Regions from separate parts of the Gossypium arboreum genome. Here region 2 is linked to region 1. The links are chromatin contacts, called in public Hi-C maps. All regions are on one chromosome and are shown on one strand. Each heading gives the region's core, a stretch centred on a gene start, on an enhancer-like site or on the middle of the called end of the contact. The rest is flanking DNA. Distances are from core to core; before and after follow the strand shown. Region 1 holds the start of LOC108466686 (peroxisome biogenesis protein 16-like). Region 2 holds the start of LOC108457299 (protein-lysine N-methyltransferase EFM1).

The links. A called contact is a pair of places that touch in the nucleus more often than the background predicts.
Region 2: a Hi-C map of leaf shows a contact between it and region 1, with 4 times the contacts expected there. The contact joins the promoter of LOC108457299 here to the promoter of LOC108466686 in region 1. A contact is called at or near these places in 2 of 5 Hi-C or Micro-C datasets (both in leaf).

What each region holds. Positions count from the first base shown.
Region 1 is chr7:70,394,079-70,400,208 of ASM2569848v2, forward strand. It overlaps LOC108466686 (peroxisome biogenesis protein 16-like), which reads left to right and starts at 3,577. Exons shown (of 8, transcript XM_017767063.2): 1 at 3,577-4,225; 2 at 4,925-4,982; 3 at 5,322-5,535; 4 at 5,642-5,949; 5 at 6,042-6,130. The coding sequence starts at 4,157.
Region 2 is chr7:70,686,434-70,692,563 of ASM2569848v2, forward strand. It overlaps LOC108457299 (protein-lysine N-methyltransferase EFM1), which reads left to right and starts at 3,089. Exons shown (of 18, transcript XM_053030897.1): 1 at 3,089-3,324; 2 at 3,934-3,961; 3 at 5,001-5,105; 4 at 5,196-5,289; 5 at 5,392-5,566; 6 at 5,650-5,755; 7 at 5,852-5,934; 8 at 6,070-6,096. The coding sequence starts at 5,055.

The DNA of each region.
Region 1 (6,130 bases), core at 2,327-4,826:
TAATTTCTCTTCAATTCTGGAACATGTCGTACATCACTAAGTTTTCTAACAACTCCATTAAATATCTTAACTTTAATTGTTCCAACACCTGCGATTTTACACAAAGCATTATTTCTTATCAAAACAACACCTTTAGACACTGTTTCATAAGTTGTAAACCAATCCCGATTGGGACTCATGTGGAAGGTGCAACCCAAATCAAGGATCCACTCATCGCTCACTTTAAAATTGTTGACAGAAGTGACTAGAAGTTCACCATCGCTGTAGTCTTCTACAACATCAGCTTTACCAAAATTTTCTAGTTGCTTTCCCTTTTGATCTTGTTCTGCAGCTTATAGCACTCAGATTTAATGTGCCCTTTTTTTCTTGCAAAAGTTACAAGTTTTACCTCTGTATGAAGACTTTGACCTACTTTTAGATTTACCACAAGGATTTCGTTCCTGTGTCCTTCCACGATCATCATCAGTATTTCGATTTTGTCTCCCACAAACAATGAGACCCTTTCCCTGAGAGTTGAATTTAACCAAAAGATGATTCATCTTATCATACGAGGTCAAAGAATCATAAACCTCATCAACTGTGAGAGCCTTGCGGTTATATAAAATTGTCTCTAAAGGTTGAATAAGATGGAGGCAACGAACAAAGTAGAATCAACTCTAGATCTTCCTTATCATAATGAACTTCCATGACCTCCAAGTTTGAGAGAATTTCTTTAAATATTGTTAAGTGTTCGTGCATAGACGCACCTTCCTCCAAATGATGAGCATAAAGACGTTGCTTTATATGCAACTTGCTAGTTAGAGTTTTCGACATACGTATTTGTTCCAGCCTCTTCCATAATACAACGACGGTCTTCTCCTTCATCACATCCTGTAAAATTTCGTTAAATAAATGCAGATATAATTGTGTTAATGCCTTTCGATCCTTACGCTTCTTCTCTTCATCCGTTAATGTCGAAGGTATCTTATTTATCCTAGCAAGGGTTCCTCTAAGTCCATTTGTGCAAGAACTGTCTGCATCTTTATCTGCCACAATGCGAATCTGTGTTGCGATCCAACAGCGGAATTTTATACTTCAAAGATACTATTATAGTGATTGAGATGAAAAACCCGGAAACTCTAATATCAATTTGTGAAAAATAGAATGTCAGTAATGATAATATATCGCAAAGAAAAGAGAAATAAAAATAAAGAACACACAAATTTTTATGTGAAAACCCTTTCGAGAAAAAACCACGGGCAGAGGAGAAGAAAATTCACTATATTGAATTCGAAAGAATACAAAAAGAGTAGACTATGTCTATTTATAGGCTTGTAAAATCATATTCTAATAGGAGTGTAGTAAGATTGAAACACGTTAAGTTTAATAAGGTTTAAAAAATTTTATTCTAAAATAAAATAAAAGAAGTGTAGCTCTATATGAAGTTTACTTTTATTTTATTTTACTTCGGTTCACTTAATTCGAACACCTCCTAAGGTTTAAGCATTCCTATAGCTTGGCTAATTGGAAAGCCTTCCAACAATGGCTTTCCTCATTGGGAAAGGTGTGCATGTGGAGTTCGAGCAATGACTTTGCCCTTGGTGTCATGAGTGCACGTAGGATTCGGACATATGTTTATTGATTGCAGGCATATGTATATTTCTGGTGTCTTTTTTTTCAATTGGTGGAACCTTTCTTGGGTTGCTTTCCCTTCGTTAAAGGCATTCATTATTCTGAGTTTCAATTTCCGGTTTGATGGTCACTCGAGAAGGCTTTGGTGGGTGGCGTGTGCTGCAGCTCTTTGGTCCATTTGGCTTGCCCGCAATGCTGCAATCTTTGAGAAGAAATTTTGTTCCATTGATGCAGTAATCTTTCTCACTGAAGTCAGGCCGCTTTTCTGGATTAAAGCTATCAAAGATGATCTTATCTTTTGTTGAAACAGTTTGGTGGATTCACCTTTTGCTTGTGACAGTATTCAGAAAGGAAAATTTACTGCTGATGGAATGTGTTGGTCACTACCTACCGCAGGTTTTTTGAAGTATAACGTTGAAGGTTGTCCTGGCCAGGCGGGTTGTGGGGGGTGCTCAGAAATGATCTCGGTGATGTCTTGGCTATGTTCTCGGATCCCATTGGCTCTGCAACGCCAATTGTTGCTGAACTTATTGCTATTAAAATGGCACTTTCCCTCTTTATTCAGTCCTCCCGATTAAGAGGTAAGGGCTTGATCATTGAGTCCGACTCAGCTTTTGCGGTTTCTTGGTGTAAGAAGAAAGATGATCGGCCCTGGAAACTTTGGGGTTAATTTGATGAGATTGATTGCTTTGTTTCGAAAATTGGGTGTGTTTACTTTCAACATGTAAACAGGGATCGTAACTCAATGGCTGACTCTCTTGCCAAAGATGGGGTCGATAGGTCTATGTTGTTTAATGCGTGGTGGTAGTACGCATCTTTGTTATGTTATCATGTTGGAACATATTTGGGGTCACCTTGATGTTCCAAGGTTCCAGTTTCGATTATTATATCACCTGGCTTGGGCCATTGGGAAGGGAAGGCAGCTCGTGTGGGTCTATTAACAGCAGCGATGGCGCATGGTTCTACAAGAATCGACAGTGCTGTGATGTTTAAAGCTTGGATTTAGTATATTTTTTATTTTCTGCTTTAGTTTTGGTGATTGTTGTTATGGGTTTTGTAAAGGTTCTCTTTGCTGTTATTATGTGTTGTTTTCTACCAACTATGTGAGCATTTTGTTAATCTGACTCCATCAATAAAAGTCTTTGATTTATGCTTAGCAAATAAATAAATAAACAATAAAAATTATAATTTATAATTTAGTCATTAAATTATTTAAAAGTTTTTATTTAAGTTGTCGAGCTATTTAAAATTTTTTATTTAAGTCACTGGATTATTACATTTTTTTTTTAATTTCGTCAGTGAATTTTAGAACGATTTGACGATTGGTACAATGGATCAATAGTCATCGGCGAGGAGAAAAATAATTTTTAAATCCAAGTCGATTTGAAGGTCAATGTCGAAGATTGTAAAAAAAAGCTATTTGAATTTTAATTATCAAATTTACGATGTCTAATACTGTTTCATGAAAATAAAATTGGACTATAAAAGAGGAGGGAGAAGAGAACTTTTGATTGATGCAAGCAATGCAAATAGAAAAAGTCATATTGCATCGATTTTAACGGTCCAATGACTTAAATAAAAAAAAATTTAATAGTTTAATAATCAAATTATAATTTTTTTAATTAAGTAGCCAAAACAAAAATTTACATATAGCTTAATGACTAGTGGTGTAATTCACTATTATTTTATTCACAATTATATGATAAAATATACCATATAAAATAACAAAGCATAGAATTATTATAAATGTATTATAATCGCTATTGAAATTATTAGATTTTACAAGTAAGGTTAATGGGTTAATAAATATTTTATAAGATATATTAAAATATTAAATATTTTAAAATTGACAATTTTTTAAAATTATGTACTACCAAATATTTTCCTATTATATCAAAATTTATAATATCTTAAATAATATTGTGATAAAGAAAATAATAGATATAAATAAGATGGGCAATCGCCTAATTAATGGTATTACGATGATGGCAATGTTCTCTTTAATGTGTATATATTTTGGACATTAACGAGATTCATGACTTTGTGAAAGTCAATAACTCGTTCGGGTGCACACAAAACCGATATCCTGTCATCTCCCTCTTTCTGTCTTTTCTGAGTTTCTCCTTTTTATGATCCTCTGTTTTTTCATTACCTCAATGGTCTACCGCTAAAGCTCGTGGTCTCCCACATCATTTCGAAACCGAATTCAGTGATCCAACACAATCCAATCATTAACTCTCGAGGCTCAGCACCCAATTTTAGTAACAAAGAGGCACACCTCGTAGCCCTCGCACTTTCCCCATCTCCAACTTATCCTCAACATTCTTCCATTTTCCTCTGCGGAATTGAGTCAACGGTTGAATTGCAAAAAAAAAAAAAAAAAAGGTTTATTGATTGGGTATTTGCGAATCTGGGTTTCTTCCTAATTTCCAAAATTTTGATAAGATTGAGCATGAATTGGCTTGAGAGTGGTTCCGCGAGCTAGGGTTTCGAAACTTTTGAATTGGATTTTTTTTTTATTAACTGATAAAGTTTGTGCGAATCAATGGAGGCTTATAAGACATGGGTTAGGAGGAACAAAGACTACGTACACTCTTTGGAGTCTCTTGCCAATGTAAGCTTTTATCTTCTTTCCCCCCCTTTCTATAATTACATAATGTCAACTTTTTTTTTCCTTGCTTCGGAAGGTTAATTTTAATAGCTTTTATATGGTTCTTGGTAAATGACTTATATATATAATGTTAAGGTGCATTGAATTTATCATATATGCTCATACATCCAAATATAAGTGCTTTAATCTGTTTTTCTCCAAAGCTTATTTCTTGTTTGATTGATTTAGAGTGGGTGACTTTCTGGGTTTCACTTATGCTGATATAATTTCTGTCTACTGCCTCTTCCATCTTTCCTTAAAAGTGAAGGAAATCCATTTGCAATTTAAAATGAAATGAAAGAAAAAAAAAATTGCCTTTTACATGTGTTTGTTTTTCAGATGTTGGATCTGAAAACACATTCAGTTGAAGAACAAAAATGGAAAGTTATTATATCCGGAAGAGTGATGATTATCTGTAATTTTAGAGTTTCCAGTTAGCTGCTCCGACTAGATTCTTTTTTATTCTTTACTGTGGATAATATATACCCCAATTCCCGACTTATGTTTTCTTTTTGTATCTATGGACTATGATCTATAGTTTGGTTATTTGGATTATTTGTGTGCATGCTTGGGAATGTGGGCAACATTTTGTGAATGATTTTTTACTGTGTTGTGAAATTTGACTGTTGCTATCTTATGCTGTTATTGAAAATGGTTGTGCAGGGATTGACGTGGCTTCTTCCCGAACGGTTCTCCACTTCAGAGATAGGGCCAGAAGCAGGTTTTGTGAAACTTTGGTAACATTGGCTGTTTCTTTATAGCTTAGAAAGTAGAAACTGATAAGATTTCCCCACCCCAACCCCCACTTGATTCAAAGTAATCATCTAATTGGTTGCTGTTGAGAAAGAAATGAGTTAACGTTTTAAATGGGGTGTTTAATTACTTCCTTTTAGGTTCTAGCTAAATGTAGTGCCCCCGCTCCCTCTCCCCTTCTTAAGTCCCCTGGTTTGTAATGTCAGTGTGAAGAAGATCAAGATATTTCCCAACTTAAGTTGTGTCATCTTTTCATAGACTGAGTTCTTTTTTTTTTTTTATTGAACTATTTGGTAAATTTATGCAGTAACTGCAATTTTGGGCATAGTCACTGCCGTCAATGAGCATATAATTGATACTACTCCTCGTGAGAGGCATCCTGGCTCTGCTGATCCTTCATCATTCCCTTATGGGTTGTGCATATCTGCACTAAAGGACTTGGAAACTTTGGTCGAAGTTGTTGCTGAGCAATACTATGGTGATAAGAAATGGAATTTCATTGCTGTTACAGAAGCTATCAAGTAAGAAAGCTTCATTATATAATGTGTGACGCTTTAAACACCTAGGCTTTTCCTCCTTATTTTTTTGGCATTATGCCTTTGCCTGATTATTTTGTATTTGATGTAGGGTGATAGTTAGATTAGCTTTATTTCGGAACAGTGGATATAAAATGCTTCTTCATGGAGGAGAGACTCCAAATGTTGAAAAAAGTTCAGATTATACAGGTTCACAACATAGAATCGGAGGTTTCCCTAGGCCTGGAGGTCATCAGCATGGAGCTGGTTTGTTACAAAACAATCATGGGTCAAACACATGGACTATTGAAGGAAGGGCATTGTCTGCTTTGAGCAGATTTGGAGAGAGTGCTAGAATGGTGTCTGACCCCGTATGGTTCCAGAGAATTCAACAACAGCATGCGATTATGGCGCCTCCAAGTGATTATTTCTTTAAAATTTCATGATTGGTTACTTATTAGGGTGAATTGATGGGGTAGTTTGCTAATTTTTTCGTTTTTCCCCTTTTACAGCTTCAGTTATTAAAAGGCCTACTCTTTCCTTGATTTTGTCGGAGAAGGGTGTTAATGGAGCTTTATTTGTTCTTGGGGAGATCCTGTTT
Region 2 (6,130 bases), core at 1,839-4,338, 290 kb after region 1:
ACCTCTTACCGCTACAGCATGCTGTGTTTCATCCTTTTGCGGTGAGAAGGGAACAACCGGTACTCATTCCAATAGGGACTTCTTTGGAATTGTCCATTGCCCTTGTTTTTGCTTCTCTATTTGCATTTGAATTTCCCTCTCTCTTTTATGGTTTGTAGATGGGACAGTAAGAACATAAGATGGACAATCATCTCATCACCATCAGTGATGAGATTACGTTTCTCTATAACAAGTATGGTTTAGATATGGTAGGAATTGAGTTATATACTAAGTGATGGTGTGAATATATGTGGGTTTCGAGGAACTGCATGCCGTGCATGCAAAAGCAAAGCCGCAGGTGGAGTCATTAATATTCAAAGTTTTGGACATGTTACTTGAATAAGCTTCCCAAGACAAGTGGGGCTTGGGCGTCAATGATAAACCTCTGACAAAGCCAGATTGCAGGTTGGCTGCATGTCCTGCTCTCTCACTCACCCTCTCTTCTCTCTTTTTCACACGCTGATACCAACCACTGCTCATTTTCTCATTCAATCTATAACGGAGGATTTTAAGTCCTAAGAACAATGCCTTGGTTTTTTTTCCCTCTAATTTTAAAGTAAGATTGTTTCATAAATTATGAAAGGGTTTTTTCAATTCTTTCGAAAATAAAAGAAAAAATAATAATTTTTATAATTATTTCTAACCTAATATATATTTGTTGATATAAGTTTCAACAAGAGAGGAGATAAAAAGAAAAAGATGGTGGTGCAATGAAGGTCCATAAAAGAGGAGAAAAGTTGTGTGAAGGATAGGAAAACTAAATGCAAAGAGTAAAAGCTCAAGGTTGATAACTGGGGAGAAGATCATTTTTACTTCAATATGAAAGGTATTTATAACGAAAGTCCTCTTATTTGATAGTGATGACATAGCAAGTTGTTACAACGAAATTGCTATTATGGAGTATATGTGGGACGTGCGTGATAGAAACCATTATGTTATTCCTTTTGAGGAGTATGATGCTGTTATATACAGATGAACTTCAATGCTCCATTAAAAGTGTTTACACTGAAAAGCGGGTGAGCTAGATAAATTATTGCATTTTTTTTTTATCTTTAAATATCATTCCAAGCTTTTGAATTTCAATAATATGCAATATTTTTATTTTTAATTTATTTTATATAGTGCTTTTGTCGTTTAAGTTGTACAATATTTTGCCAATGTTTTTATTTTATAATTAGATTAAATTTTGATTAATTAATGGGGTAATTGAGTTTAATTATTTGGGTAATTGATTTGGGTTAAATTTAATATTTTGAGTTGTGTTATTTTATTTTAAGTTTTGGGTTGTTTTAATGTTTTAGTTTAATTGAGTTAGGTTTTATATTGGTATTCAATATTTGGAAATTGAGTTAGGCATTGAATATATATTATTTAAAAATTTATTTAATTTATTCTATTTGAATTTATAAAATCGAAAATCAAATTGATAGTCACGAAAACTAATTAAGCTAATTGAATAAATCGTAAATTTTTATTACACCAATTATTTGCACACCTCTATATATAAACATATCACAACGTGCATATGGAGAGAATCAAACCTAAACAATTACATAAAAAGATATTGCGATACTATTACACTAGATTTTCAAGTTAAAACTTTTTTTATCTATAAGTAAATTTTGAAATTAAAAAAATTAACTTTTTAGGTCAAATACAAATTCTACCTTTTGACTTTTCAAAAGCTTGGTTCAAATTATAAATTTATCTCTCATTTATATTAATTATAAATTTCAAATATGACTTATATATTGAATAAATTTTACAAAAAAATTATTGTAATTGTTTAAAAGTCTTAAAATTTTATATTTCAGTTATTATAGTTTTTTATATATTTTACTAAATTTAAATTGAATATTTATTAATACAAAATAATTCTAATATAATATTTTGTCAATAGTAATAATAAGGACACGAAAAAAGAAGAAGGATATTTTGCATTATTGTATGTTATTTTAATATCTCAATATAATTTATATATTGAAATAAAATTTTAAAAATAATTTTTTGAATTTTACTATTACAAATACAAATATATGTTGAAGCATAGAATATAACCAATATAAAAACACAACAAACAAATAAGAGAACGCAACCATATACGCATATATTGGGATTGAAGACCCACACATCACAATTAAAAATGGTGGCACTCAAACTTGGATACATAATGACCCAAGGCCTCGGGTTAACCAACAATGCCGAAGCCCTATTAGCATAAACAATTTATCATAATTGTTTAAAGTATTCAAAATTGATATTTTATATAGTGTAATATTAACAAATCTAAATATCATTTAAATTAGTTTATTTTTATTTTACCATTTCATATCTAAAATGAACATTTTAAATTTCACAAAATTCTTTAACAATAATGCTAAATATTTAACATCTTTTAAGTAATGTTAAAGTAATCATTTGGAAATCAATCTTAAAGATACTAAAAGAATAACATTTGATAGACCATGAGAAAGGGGAAAAGATCAAATTTTGGTCCGATAATTGGATGTCGACTTTGATCCCCTGAAAGATCATTGTCAAGACCTAAGTGGAGTGGACATAGATGGTCGAATATATGATATGGTACACATAGAGATGGAAGATGGGATTGGAATGAATTCTAACATCTTTTAGATCGATCAATGGTCCTTTTCATTGCAGGGACATTACGCATCCTAATCGGCAGGCTCAATCAAACTCATTTATTTAGCGGTGGAATGGTAATGGGTTGTTTTTGGTGAAAAGTGCTTCAAGATCAAATTGAACCCACCAAATGCAAAATAAAGAACCATTTGGAAGAGCCGACATCCCTAGAGAGTGTCATTTTCTTTGGCTAGTGACTAAAAATAAAATGGTGAAAGGTGTGATAGGTATACTATTGAGGGGGATCGACCTTAAAAACTGTTTAAATATAAACAATTTACCATTTTACCTATAACTTAATTATTGATTTTTATATAAGTATAATTTTAATATCATTTTTTTCTTCCACCCGATAATATCTAATATTAATAAAATAATTTTGAAAATAGTTTAGTTGGATTTTTTTTTAATATAGGTCAAATGCAAAGCATAGGTGTTACTTTGAAGCAGGCCCGCAGCCAAGTTTTGAGTTAGAAAGTTGAGATATTGAAAATACAATCGGCTAAGCCCAACTCCAACCAAAACCTAAAAAATTCCCAAAAGTGTCGTCTCAAGCTCTAAGCCTCTCACCAGTCAGGCAGTCACCGGCAAGCACCAACAAGGCACCGTCGACCACCGGCCCTTAAAATTCTCATTTGATTGGTTGGTTTCGTTACTTGTAAACCCATTCTTGATGTTTTAGGATTCTATTTCTGGTTGATTTTTAGTTTTAGATGTTACTATGTCAGCCCTTAATCTCCTTTGACTGGTTACTTGGTTAAGTTTATCACTATTTAGGCTAGTGGTCAAAGATTTAAGAGCATTGAATTTGAAAAAAACAAACAATGAGCTAATGAGGAAACATGGAATCTCTTACAACTTCCAAACTTCACTCACTTCCATTCTAATAATTTCATTTATTTTCTAATAAAGAAAGAAAAACAAGAAATGGAAAGAGTTTGAAGTTTAGACCAAAACAGAGAGACAGTCTGTCATGTCCGAATGTAATAAAATAATAATAATTTCCTTTTTCTTTGTCTCTCCAAATTTACTTAGCTAGAAGAACATAGATGTTCGAACCATGAAAAATGTTTATAATGTTTTGATTTTGATGCTTATTGTTAATGTTTATGAACTGAATTGTTAATTTTAAAATTTTATTGGTATATTGAAAAATGGCTTGTAGCGAAAACAATGAGTTTATGGGGGATAGTGAGAAGGTTTCTGTTTGTTTGATCTTGTCTTTAAATGTTGATTGTTTTGGTTCTCCAGGGATAGCTCATGTTGAACTAGCTCAAAGGTAAAATTATACTGGCCGGAGTTAAACATTTATATTGATATTCCAACTGATATTGATTGTGAACTAGAGATAGAAATTGTTAGACGTAGTTAATTTAGCTTTATCGTTTTAGCTCAAGTGATAAATTCCGCTCTATGATGATGATTGTAAGGCGGATTTTAGAGCCATTGACATCTGATATCATTCCAGTTAATGCCATTTATACTTGTAGAAGCAATTTAAGTACAATGCATGCATGAACAAAACACATTCAGCATTCTTATAAATGGAAATAGGCGATTCATGTTTAATGCAAGATCGGTAAGTGGTTGATGAAGGTTTTGGTTTTTCTTCCATTTACTTGGGGAATTTTCTAATTTCATAGAGCAACTAGGTTATAAAAGCTCATTTGAATGCTGGTGGTTAGTTTGCAGTTTTGAAAGCTTACAAGGGACTGCCTTGAAATGAGAATATATTTCAATCTTGTTAAAAATAAAGTGACAATGCTCCATCGAGGTCTATTCCATCATTATATAGTCAAAGAAGTGAAGCAGAACTACTAGTAAATCAAGTTGTCTGGAATTGTTATTGAAATTTTAATTTGCTTGGAATTTTATGTTTAAATTGTTAGTAATATTTAAATTTTGTGAAATTTTATGTTTAGTTTGTTTGAATTATTATTTAGCTTTTTTGTTCATTTATTTTACATTTATTTATTTTAGTTATGAATAAAATTTATTTAAAATTAATTTTTTATTTGATTTTATATTATTTTTAAAATTTTAATTTTAGTGGATTTGGATTTTGGTTATGTTGGATTCGGATATCTAACATAAGGTTGAAAATGTTAAATTCGGATTTTTTGCGGATTCGGATATTCGGCGGATAATGTATTTAATTCTGATTTGGAACTGGATAGTAAAATTCGGATAATCTGTGGATTCGGATAATCCATAAATTGCAGATATCCAACCCGCTGCCATCCCTAACTGGGATCAGTTTTAAGTTTCTCAAATTTTTTTTTTCAGACCTAATTCCTAAAGCCCTTATTAAACCTCAGTGTAGTGCCTTTGGTCACCGGCCAACTTGAGCCAAGTAACCATCACCGACGATAATGGCGTGTACAGAGGAAGCAAAACTCGAGCACTTCCTTCAATGGCTTCAGGTTTAGTTCTCCAACACCCTGAACTCAACTTCAAGCCGTCAACTCTACATTTCTGTTCCTCTGGTTCAACTAACAGTGATTTTAATTCAGGTAAACGGAGCTCAATTCCGCGGCTGCAAAATCAAATATTGCGACTCCACCAAAGGCTTTGGTATTTATTCCACCAATGGTTCACCCGAAGATGGTCAGTAGCAAAAAGCCCTGTAACAAAGAAGTTAAAAAATAGAATTCTGTTTGATTCTTTGTAAGGTTTTCGTTAATTTTATGAGGAAAAGAAACTGGGCAGGGGTTCTTCTTGTTGTTCCACTGGATTTAGCAATAACTCCAATGAGGGTACTGCAAGATCCTTTAATTGGAGCAGAGTGTAGAGCAATGTTTGAAGAAGGAGAAGTTGATGATAGGTTCTTAATGATTTTATTTCTTATTGTGGAACGTCTCCGAAAGAATTCTTCATGGAAACCGTACGTACTTAACTTATGTGATTGGCATCTTAGTGTTCTTTTTTTTCCCTTTATTATTTATGTGGATTGAAAGGTTGGGTCAGGTACCTTGATATGCTTCCAACTACTTTTGGTAATCCGGTTTGGTTTACTGATGATGAGCTTTTGGAGTTGCGGGGAACAACCTTGTATAGAGCAACTGAATTGCGGGTAAATATTAGTATTTAGTTTTCTGTTTCTCTTGAAAATCAAATTGATGAAATTTGACTAACCATGATGATGAAAGTTAGTATAATTGTTTTATAGAAAAAGGATTTGATGTCTGTGTACGAAGATAAAGTGAAGGAATTGGTGAAGAAACTTCTGGTTCTTGATGGAGATTCAGAAAGGTCTGTATTAATTACATTAAACAAGATGGCAATCCATTGTTGCATTTAAATTGTTGAGTTTCTGGTCTTGTCAAGAATAATTTAGTTATTTTCTTATTGCCCAAACGTGAACTGTTGTTAATGCTTCTTTTGCAGTGAGGTGTGGTTTGAAGATTTCCTTTGGTAGGAATCCCCTCAAAATGAACTCTTTCTAACT